Regions from separate parts of the Sus scrofa genome. Here region 1 is linked to region 2. Evidence: chromatin contacts called from public Hi-C data. All regions are on one chromosome and are shown on one strand. The core of a region is the stretch at or near the end of the contact, and the rest is flanking DNA. Distances in the headings are between cores, read along the strand shown. Region 1 holds the start of AKIRIN2 (akirin 2). Region 2 holds the start of RARS2 (probable arginine--tRNA ligase, mitochondrial).

Region 1 (6,107 bases), core at 558-3,057, 87 kb after region 2:
ACAAATTTGCAAAGGCTCACAAAATTGTGAATTAATTCCCTTTAAAGTGAAGACCAATATTGCCCCTAGCTGACTTACCTTATATGCACAAGACTATTTTAGCACTGAGATATACTTTTAACTCTCAAACCTAACACTATATTAATTGACTCCCCTCAAATGAAATTCACTGCTGGTTAGCTAGAGCTATTTTTAAGTGGCCTTTTAGTTAAGATTCCACCGTATCATTTCAATTTTCAATGATACCATTTCACTAAAAAGACAAACTCTAAAAATAACGTTAATCATCAGGAGCTCATTCTTGACACTGTTTCAATAGTTTAAAAAAAAAAAAAATACCCTAGGCATTTGAGGAAGGATATTTTAAAATCTGACCTGAAAAAACAAAACTAAGTCAATTCCAAATGGAAGTTACCAAACAGAGGTAAATACTGAAGATTTTTTTAAGCCAACCAAAAAGAAACAAGTAAATCAAGCTATGAAAAGGCTTTGTCTACAGATCATATTATTACCAAAGGCTCACACATGAAACCTTTGCGTGCTACACACAAAGGAAACATTTACACTACCAGTCCACAAAAGCTATCCTATCCCTTGTGTGCCAGGGGCGCATGAGGATTTTCAAAGTACAGAAAAAACTGGACATACACATGCAGTACAAAGCAGCCAAGAGGTATTTCCCCGTGGTCACTTTCAGGAAATGCTTCAAGATGAAAAGCAAAAATAGTCTTAAGTCCCTCGGAATCTTGAGTTTATTTCTTTACTAGTCTCAAGGCCTAGGTTTTTTTCTTCCAACTACTCTTCTGGGCAGAAATAAAGCACTTCCAACTAAAAGCACCTACTCAACCCCGATTTTCAATACAATTTGCTTTTCATTAAAAGTTCAAGTTTCTCAAGGTCTAGACGTATAGTTTGATCATATTACAGTACTCGGGAAGAGCATTTTCTTTGTTGTTGACCCTGCTAGGGAAACAGGTCTTGACTCAGCCAAAGTGGCGTTCTTGTGGGTGATTAATGACAGGCCTAGATCTCGCCCCAGTGACATTCCTCCCCACCCCCCACCCCCTCGGTACTAAAATCAGCCATGTCTGAACCGGAGGAGGGGCTGCTGCCTCTCCTCAAACCACCCAGTCCCAGAGTTAATAGGTGCAACCAATCGATTCAGGAAGACAGCCATTGAGATTGGGGCGAAATGTGTGACCCTTCTCCTGCCTGTATTTCCGTGTAGCACCCTCTCTGATCATTTCCGCTGGGGCTCTCCAGACTACGGAAACGTTCGATTCCAGTCATTCAGACCCAAGAAAAAGATCTTCCTCTTCCCCACAATACCCGACAAGGAATGGCCCCTACCCACCCCCACCCTGACCTCCCCCCCTTGACATCAGGCCGTTTCTATTGTGTCTCTAAGACCGGAGGAGATTAAAAGAAACGTGGTCGCCCGAGGACTCTGCTAAGAACGGGGAGCAGTCCAGCACCCCCAGCCTCGTGGCCGCATCCCGCGCCCCAGGACCCTGTCCTCTCTTCTCCCCCGCACCCCACCCCCCGAACCGGCGGCCGCAGAGCCGAGTCCCACCTGTGGTGAGGCGGGAGGAGACGTCGCCGAAGGGAGACGGCTCCATTCGGAGATACTTCTGCGGCGAGGCGGCGGCGGCCGAAAAGGAGGCGGCTGTGGCCGCGGCCGCCGACGACGGGGAGGCGGCAGCCGAGGTGGGCGCCGACAATGGCGCACATCGCCTCCGCTTTGGGGACGCTGGGCTCAGCAGCGGGTCGAAATCCAGAGTCCTTTTCAGAGTAGCTCCGCACGCCATGGCCGGGCCGCCGGGGAGCCGGGCTTGGGTGGGGTAGAGGAGGGGTACGGGAGGGGAGGGCAAGGGAAGGGGGGAGAGCGAGGCCCCGAAGAGCCTAACCGACCGGCTCTAGAGCGGAGAGGCGGATGGCGGAGCGCCGACGAGGGGAGCAGAGCCGCCGCCGCCGCCGCCTCAGCGGCAGGGGCAGTGGCCCAGGCCGGCCGGGGCGAGAACGGGAGGGGCGGTGGCAGCAGCTCACGCCGGCCGCGTCAGGGGGGCTCTTCCGCCTCCTCAGGCGCGGCTCCCCCGGGAGAGGCTCCAGCCGCCCCCGCCGTCCGTTCGGGCTTTGCGCCGCGCCCGAGGCGCTCCTGCGCTGAGACCGGTTCCTTCAGAAGTCGATACCAGCCCCGTGAGGTGTGAGGCTGGGACACGGCTCCTAAGACCCCCGCCCCCCGTCGAGACAGGGTCAGAAGCTAGAGAGCGGCGGTCGATGCGGCAGGATTGTGAGGTGGCGGCGGCGGCAGGAGCTCAGGCGAACACGTCCAGCCGCTAACCCCTCCACTGTACGACTCTTCCACCCGCCGCCGGCCCCAATATGGCGTCAATAACAACGCCGCCGATTCAAATCCTGCGGCCTCAAGGCGCGTGCGCATAGAGGGTGGGCGACCCAAATGTGCATTCTGGGATTTGTAGTTTTTCACTCTACGGAAGAATCGGCGTGAGAAGCGGTTAGGGAGGAGTCACGGAAACTACGACTCCCGTCATTCAAGGCGCACGATTCCGAGTTCCGGATCGGAATTTAAATCCCCCTACACAGCTTGAATGTAAAAGGAACTGAGCGAAAGAGAAAAAAAGAAAAGGCTCAGAGAGAGTGGGAAAAAAGGAAAGCCAACCAGTGGGGAAAGCAGGCTTTAAAAACAACAACAACAACAGCAACAACAAAACCACCTTTAAATTTCAGGACATAGTTGTCCTGGTACCGCTCCTACAGTGATTGAACAACCGAGAAAGAGAAAGCTAATCCCACCTAACAACTCAAGACAGATTAGTTTTGATAATAAGAGTGGCCAAGACACAACCTGTCACATGGAGGGGCTAGGAAATAATAAGATTATGGAACCTATTTAGGACTGCAAGAGAACAACAGTAATAGTATCAGGTTACGGGAACCTTGATTGTACTCGATGCTTTGCCCTTCCCAGGTAGCTGCTTGCATCCACTTATTAAATTCCGCTTTACCCTTTAAATGAAAAGGGTTTGAACGACACGCAGATGTAAATTGTTTTGCCTTGGATAAAAAGCTAGTGACATCAGAAATTGTACTGTCTCTGTTGAATACTGGTGTATATCTTAACGAATGGTAAAAATTAAAAGACAATGAAATGTCTAGGGAGTAGACCCATTTGGGACCCATTTTGTAAGAAGAAAAAAAAAATTTCCTAGAAGTTATATTTCTAATCAGGTACCTAAAATAGAAATCAAATAAAGCATTAATTATAAAATGATTTATGTGAAAAACTGTCATCAGTCCTTTGCCTATGGAAGCTATCACCAATCCAATACAAAACTAGTTATCTACGTGAATGCTATATTATCAAATGATCATAAGTATCAAATACTGGCTTTCAATGCTTTTTTATCCTGTCATTTATTCAGATAAAGATATTTTGTATAATTTTGTCTATTATTCTTTGTACTACTTTTGGACTGTAGTTTAATATATTTATTCTTCTTTTATAGAACTGCTCAACTCCTCAGATCAGCAGTGCCGATCACACTGTCAACAACTGTGATGATTTTAACATATACTATTTCGAAAATATCTTTGGCAAAAGATCAGCATTTAATGAAACAGCAGCTTAACAGTGATACCTAATAGGTAAATTTGTACTAAATTCTAAACACTCCATGAAATCTATGATATTGTGAAAATAACAGACGATACCTATTTTATGTAAGTAAGTATGAAAAGATAGGTTAACCCATGGAAAATAAGAAACAAAGCATTTATGTTCCTGGTAAGTATATTTTGAAATTAAGATTTAACCTTAAATTATGGAAGTTACATTGGAAAAGGAATGTTATAAGTTGAATGGTATCCTCAAAATTTGTATGTTGAAGTCCTAATCCCACGTATCTTAGAATGTGACCATATTTGGAAATAGAGATATTTCAGATGTAATTAGTTAAGAAGAAGTCCTCTTGGAGTAGGGTGACCCCCTAATCCAAAATGACCAGTATCCTCATAAAAAGGGGAAATTTGAACACAGAAGGGCAGAACACCATGTGGACATGAAGGCAGAAATCTAGGCGATGCATCAGCAAGCCAAAGAAAGACAGACTGCCAGTGAACCTGCAGAAGCCAGAGGAGAGGCATGGAACAGAGCCCTCTTCACAGTCCACAGAAGGAACCAACACTGCTGATGTCTTGATCTCAGACATTCTAGTCTCCAGACTATGAGACAATACATTTCTCTTGGTTAAGCCACCCAGTTTGTAGCACTCTGCTACAGCAGCCCTAGGAAACTAATAAAGGGGGTGGTGGTTATTATAGTTACACTGAATTGCCTAGAAAAGGAGGAGAGAGTTGTATATGACGTTGGCAGGAGATATCTGATAAACTCGACATTTTAGTCATAGTAGCTGTCCTTATAATCACCACTACACAGCACATCCTCAAAAGTCTCTCTGCTACGATTAAATAGTGACAGGGCTGGGGCAGCCTCTCCTTCTACCGGTGACTAAGGAGCCTGTTCAGAAGCTTAGAGGAACAAGGGGAACTCGTCCCTACTCACCTCTGTGTCTTGCTCAAGCTCTCTTCCATACATTCTGCCTCACTAGTTTCGGATGCAATGCCAACATTATCTCCTATAGGAAGATTTCCCCTAACATTTCAAGGCTGAATTAGTTTTCTAGATTCATGGAAAAAGAGACACCTATCTGCATCTCTTCATCATTACCCTCACCATATCATAATACTGTAATTCTCTGTTCATGAATCTGCCCCTCCCACCACTGTATTAGCTCCTTGCCAATAGTATGGTACCTTGTACTCTTCAATAGATACCCACAGAATGTTTCTCGAACATTTTGAAATCACCCTGTCCTCCCAGGAGTCCACATTATGACTTGTCCCTTGAGATAGTCACCTATGAAAATATTACAGTTACCCTTTTAGGATAGAAAAAAACTGTGGAAGGGAAAAAAAAACCTAATTATATTTCCTAGGCTAATATTAAAAATAAAAATAATACTTAAAAGGCTATAAGTCTTAACACAGTTTAGAAGTGAATTTTTATGTTGATCAAGAAGAAAAGAGAACTATACTAAACACATTAATAAGTTGAATCAGGCCACATGAATCTAAATATACAGTACAGCCTATGGCTCCAGTGACCTACACAGACCAGAACTACTCTTGTTGTGAAGAAAAGGCCTGCAACAAGTTTTAAAGGTTGAAATATTTAGAATAGTTTTGCAACGATCTAGCAAGTAATTTCTGATTTGCACAATCTCAGAAGTCTCTGAAGAAAATCAAACTGCTTTACTGAGATGCTAGTCTTTCCTTGGTATTAAGACTTTTCGAACACCTCCCCAAATATTCTCCAGGGTCTGATTGCTATGAGTCATTCTTTGACTAAAGCAGGTAAAGGTATAAATCTACGAATTGCTGGATGATAAAAAAAACTCATCATCTTGAGCCTGAAGACTACTTTGTAGCATAAATCATTTTCAAACAATTTTCTGACATAAAATAAAGATAAATGCAAATATGTAAGGTATGGAGAGGTGTTTGCTGACTCTGCATGTTGAGTTTGAGTAATTGTAGGTTGGCATTAGGAACAGTTCTAATTCGGGAGTCACTTCAAATCTACATTCAGAGCAAGCATTGCCTAGGGCAAAAAAAAATTGTTTAATCATTGTGTAAATGAGTGCAGTAGGGAAGGATAGACATTGTAATTCCTTCCGCATAACATCTTGCAGTCTGGCCAGGGTTTCTTCTAAGCACCATATTTGGAATGCTACGTACTATTTTCCATTGTAGATATGATGCTGGCTAATTTTAACTTTGGTTTCATTATTCTGGTTGTGGTCATTATTTTGAGTTGATTGAATGGACCATAGAGTAATCAAAACCATGTATCTGTGAGTGATTTCAAGAGATCACCTCATCTAGTCCCCAGCCTCAAGGCATGGTTACCTGTGAACTACTCAAGCCAAATCATTGTCTGTCTGACTCTTTTCTAAAGATTTTCAGGAACAGCATCCAAAACCTTGTTGTGCAGGCAACTGCAAACTTTCTTATTTCTAGCTTTAACC
Region 2 (5,622 bases), core at 1,474-3,973:
CACTGCCATACACATCTATCACATTCTGTCTAATGATCAGAAAGTGCTCCTTGTCTCCACAAACTAAACAGCATAGTGTATAGGAAGGAGCTAATTTTGAAGCTGGACAGATTTCTGCTATAAATCAACTTTCAATTTATTAACCAGGATGTATGGATAGGTTATTTAATCTCTCTGGATCTCAATTTGCTCAACTGTATCATAAGGTTTATACACTTTCATAAGGTTGTCAGGGGGCTTAAATGTGAATGTCAAGTAATTAGCACAAATATATTCAACACATATTAATTCCTGTTTCTTCAACTTAATTTCTTTACAAGGGAGAATACAGCCTTCGCAAAACTAAACACAAAATGCTTCTGGTCATGGTACTCTTTTGACCTAAGGGCTTTGAGTGGAAACCATTTCACAGACACAAAGCTTGGACTGAGGTCCAAAACTACCTTCCCTGGGTATAGTTCACTGTCCACATTAACACAACTTTCTTATTTCTTTGTCTTCATTAGCTATTAACTTTCCTCTTCTGGGAGACTTCTGCCCAAGCAGCTTGATTGTTCATTACAGGAACTTCATGAAAAATCTATCAATAAAATAGTAAGCATCAACAATTTATGCCCCAAGATTCTCTGCACTCCTAGCCTTGATCTTTCCATCGACCTTAAAATCAGTATCTAACCTTAATCAAGCCATCATCTCTACTCCCCTGCCACTGAAAGACCAGCCGTAAACCAAACCTCAAACTTTCAATAAAATCTGACCTGGTCTTCCCAATGAAAAATACTACCAAAACTCTGTTGAGGTGCTCTTCCTTAGCCCAGTAAAACAAACTCAGCTTTTTCTAATGAAATGGCCTACTGGTGATATTTGGGATGCTGGCATTAAACAGGGCACTACATCTCTTAAGTATAAAGACAAGACAGAAGAATTTCCCCACAGAAGTCCAGAAATACTGTAAAAATAAACTAAATGAGATATATGTGCCAGGCAAAATATATCCACTAATATGTCCATTAATTAAAAGGAATTGGTTTGCCAAGACTACAACAGAATTTCATTGCAAAACTGCATAGGTGGCTGATGCACTCTAAAAATTACTTCTGATGAAATCTAATGTTGCAGTGTTTCATTCCCTTCTTTATTACAAAGTTGTTCAAATACTGAAACCAAGTCCCCCTAAAACTGCCAAGTTTGATTAACTTCTCTACCCAAGACGTTATTCCCTTTCTTGTCCAACACTTGTTCCCCTCAAAATTGAGAAGTATCAAAGAAAAGAGGGGGGGTGAAACTGAGCAGAACCCTATGGGACCCTCCTGTGTACAAAAGTCTTTCAGTTTCCCAGTTTCTTTCTTTTTTTTTTATGGCCGCACCTGTGGCTTATGGAAGTTCCTTGGCTAGATAGAGGTCCAATCAGAAAGGCAGCTGAGGCTTAGCTACAGCCAAGGCAACACCAAATTCAAGCCGCATCTGCAATTTATTTTGCCGCTCGAAGTAACACTGAGTCGTTAACACACTGATCTAGACCAAGAATCGAATCCACATCCTCACAGAGACATAGGGTCCTTAACCTCCTGAGCTACAAAGGGAACTCCAGTTTCCCTGTTTCTTCAAGTAGGAAAAAGGCCTCAGCCCCCCTGACCTTCCAGAGTTCCAAAGGACAGATTCAAACAATAGTAATTGTAATTAGTAAATCAGGGAAGTGAGGGAATGTAGGAGAGGAAAAAAAAGGAAAAGCAGTCAGGCAATAGAGTAGGGATAAAGCAGAAGTTCTAGTTCCTTTTCAAGTGATATACATAATGATACATCTTTGACTACTGCTGCAGGAAGCCCCCTACCCAGAAAGAGGATGGCAACTACTAGCTAAGACCCCAGTCTGATTAGAACCTAAGGAAGGAGATGTGGACCATTTCTGACCCATCTGACTTCAACCAACTCAAGCTTAGACATAATCAACCTTCGCCTCAATTCTACACTTGAATTCTCTCCTCAAGCCTCTTCAGGAGTACCCTTTAACTTAAAGCTTCTCCAATTTTGCTATTTGGGGAAACACCAATTGGGGAAAGATCCCCAGTGTTTTTACTTGCTGCGAGTAATAAATCCTCTGGATCTTTGGCTTGGTGGTCTTTTGCCTCCACAGCCAGTGGCAAACACAGTTTTCTGCTAACAATGTTTCTGAACCAAGAAAAACAGGGTCTCATGTTATCTTCGGAGTTACCAAAAATAACCCTAGGACAGGTGGCCAAAATGACCGCAAGAGAAATGACCAGCTTTTAAATTAGATCCTTTCAAATGAAACTTCAGATTCATCACTGACTTCACCAAATGTATGAAAGATTAAATTCTATAAGGTCTAACCATGACCACCCCGGTAAAGCACCCTGAGCTGTCGGGTAGTAAACAGTAAGGGAAGTAACATGTGCCTTTCAAGGTTTACTTTCACCGCAGGCTCCACCCTCCACGGGGTCTGCGTCCAGTAGCTCAAGCACTTCCAGAAAGGGGGGAAGAGACGGAAGAAACAAACGGGATTACCGCGGAACCCGCCCGCAGAAGTGAAAGGCCTTCTGGGCGCGGAGGCCCTCCTTATGTCAGTTCCCGGGTCCGTACCTGACACGCGATGGACCTGCGGAAGCCGCACGCCATGTTTGATTCCACGAAGCTGATCCCAGTGGGAAGGTTCAGAGCTCTGCCCAGCCCACCTCTTCACGCCCCGCCTCCGCGCGCCGGAAGCCCGCCCCGGAGGGTGCTGCCAACCAATCAAGGAGCCTCGTGGACTGCCACTAACCTTTGCCCTGCTGCCGCGAGGGAGCGCGGGAAATCCCGAGTGCATCTGGAGTTCCGTGGATCGCTGGGAGTATGGCCACCTCGTCGGTGTCCAAGGTATGTGGGGGCTGGCACCCACTAGGACTCTGCTAGGACTTCCCTTGTAAAGAAGGGATGAAGTGGAGGTTACATAGACCTCAGTGTACCGGCTCGAGGGGAGGTAGCGGCTGGCCGAGCTGGAGGCGTCTTTTCTTCGCATACCTTGAAGGCCAGTTTTGCTTAGAGAGAGAAGACGCCGATCCATCTTAGTGTTTTGGCTCTGAGGCTTTGTAAGCTATGGTTTGTGGAGCTCAGATGCTTCGAGGATGTGCGCCATTCCCCCCTCCTTTTTCCTTCTCATGAATATTTATTGTGCGCCGAACACAGGTACCGAGATACAGTGGTAAACTAAATAAGCACAGATATTTCCATCATTACCGAAAATTCTATTAGACAGTGCTGCTACAGACCAAGTAAGACCTTTAGTAATATTGAGAGTGTATCCGGAAGCCTCGGAAAGTTAAGCTGTCTAATAAAGCTGAAAATGCTGGTGAAGAAATTGCGAAGATGTGTCTATGTTGAAACAGTAAATTAGTGAAGAAGGCTATACCATGGATTTAATTTTTAATTTTGATTAAAATTAAAATTATGAGAGTGCCTTCCAAGACTACATACCAAGGAAGAACTACAAGCGATAGGGTTTTGGGGTACTGTGATGCCAGGTGCAAATGCAAGAAGTTGTTTGTTTTTTTTTTCTTTTTTAGGGCTGCACCTGTGGCATATGGGCCTTCTCAGGCAAGGGGTCTAATCCAAGCTGCAGCCTATGCCACAGTCGTGGCAAGGTTGGATCCTTAACCCACTGAGTGAGGCCAGAGATCATCTGCATCCTCATGGGTACAAAGTCGGGTTCTTAACCCTCTGAGCCACAACCAGGACTCTGCAAGAAGATATTTAACTGCTAGTATTTTTTTATTAGGATTGGTACTGTTTTTGTTTTGTCCTGGTTATGAAGTTCCATAGCTTTTAGGAAGTCTGTCCCTGATCCTTTTTGTTGCCTGAGATTTTTTTATATCTTGCAAAATTGTGAGAGGGTTTTTTTTTTTTTTTTTCTTTTCAGGAAGGCATTTAGAGCATTACAACAGAAACTCTTTTATTGAGATGATTATGAAGGAGACCTTACATAAATAAGGTCTCTTTTTATTTCATTGGTTCATGGAACTGTCAGCATGCTTTTTGCAAATTTTTTTTTTTTTTCCTGTCTAAACTTCTCTTTCCTTGTTACACTTTGTGGCTGTTGCTCTCCTCCCAACCTTTTCCATCTCCAGCACCATCACTTGATCAGTAGTTCAAAGTAGTTAACAATATTACTCCCATGGCCATACATTAGGATCTATTCCTAGCACTCTTCCTAGCTCATGCCTTCATAGTTCCTCTTCCTTTACCAAATTGCAGGTGGCTCTAGAAAGGAAGAAGTGACAGGCTTGTCATGGCACCACATAATTTTTATAAAAAAAAATTCGTGTATTTTAAATAGCTCCACTACTTGCAGATACAAGAATATAAGGCACAATTCTTATTCTTATTTTGGACCCTGTAATCCAAATCACCACTTTATATTTGCACATCCATCTTTACTTCTATTTTGAGATGACTCTTTCATTTTCCATAGATATGGCAATCTTTTTTTGTTGTTTTTTTGTCTGATCCTGTAGCATGCAGAAATTCCTGGTTCAGGGATCAAACCTGTGCCACAGCTGTGACCTGAGCTGCAACAGTGGCATTGCCAGATCCTTAACCTTTGAAGCCACCAAGGAATTTCTAGAAATGGCAATCTTTAAGAGCCTATCCTTGATGTACAGCTTTAGGTTTGGTAGAATAAACATAGGACCAGCAGCTTGGGACCTGTGTTCTCTTGTCAGATATGAAACTAACATGAAACTAAATGTAGCTAGGAGATTACCAGGAAAATTAATTGACAAGCATTAGTCCCTTCTGTATACCAATTGCCTAACCTATATATTAGCCCTATACTAAACATTGGGAAACCATTATGAATTAAATGCAGTCCAAGCTACTTGGGCAAACAGACCCATAAATAACTATCATACACAGTAAAAGAAAATCTGGAAAGGTTCCCCAAAGCAGGTGAGTTTGAGTAGAACTTAAATGGATAACTGAGAATTTATCAGGTGAAGAAAGGTATATAAGGTGAATCAATAGCCAAAAAACTGTCCTATCAAGGTTCTAGATCCTTGGACTTAATTAAATAATAAATATTTCTTTTTAGATGGGAGGGCATCAGTATTTTTGATCTTCTTGATTTTCACTTAGAGTACCAATTTACTTTCTTTACAGGGTTTTATAAAAATGGAACTTTATAGTTTTAAATTTTATCAGCTTTATTTTTCTTTGTTTCTTAGATCAGGTCTCAAAGAGAAGAATCAAAGATAAGCTTCCCATGGGAAGGAGGAGAAAAAAGTAGTTAGTCCCCTTGTTGTTTAAGAATTTTCCTTCTATAATTCAGATAGAAGATCTCTGTGCCAGTAGGTAAGATATCTTAGCACTTTAAAGAAACACCTTAGGGAGTTCCCCTTGTGGCTCAGTGGGTTACGAACCCAGCGAGTGTCCATGAGGATATGGGTTTGATCCCTGGCCTTGCTCATTGGGTTAAGGATCTGGCATTGCCACAAGCAATGGCGAAGGGCTCAGATGTGGCTCAAATCCCATGTGGCTGTGGCTGTGACTGTGGCTGGCAGCTGCAGCTCCAATTAGACCCCTAGCCTGGGAACTTCCATACACTGTGGGTGAGGCCCTAAAAACCAAAAA

What was found. A called contact is a pair of places that touch in the nucleus more often than the background predicts.
Region 1: a Hi-C map of skeletal muscle shows a contact between it and region 2, with 4 times the contacts expected there. The contact joins the promoter of AKIRIN2 here to the promoter of RARS2 in region 2. A contact is called at or near these places in 2 of 5 promoter capture datasets (fetal liver and liver), 5 of 47 Hi-C or Micro-C datasets (heart right ventricle, liver and skeletal muscle) and 2 of 2 datasets of contacts at active chromatin or transcription factors (alveolar macrophages and skeletal muscle).

The regions. Positions count from the first base shown.
Region 1 is chr1:56,067,775-56,073,881 of Sscrofa11.1, forward strand. It overlaps AKIRIN2 (akirin 2), which reads right to left and starts at 1,808. Exons shown (of 5, transcript NM_001278752.1): 1 at 1,574-1,808. The coding sequence starts at 1,808.
Region 2 is chr1:55,979,371-55,984,992 of Sscrofa11.1, forward strand. It overlaps RARS2 (probable arginine--tRNA ligase, mitochondrial), which reads right to left and starts at 2,724. Exons shown (of 19, transcript XM_021089854.1): 1 at 2,602-2,724. The coding sequence starts at 2,637. ORC3 (origin recognition complex subunit 3) reads left to right here and starts at 2,762. Exons shown (of 20, transcript XM_021089812.1): 1 at 2,762-2,874. The coding sequence starts at 2,851.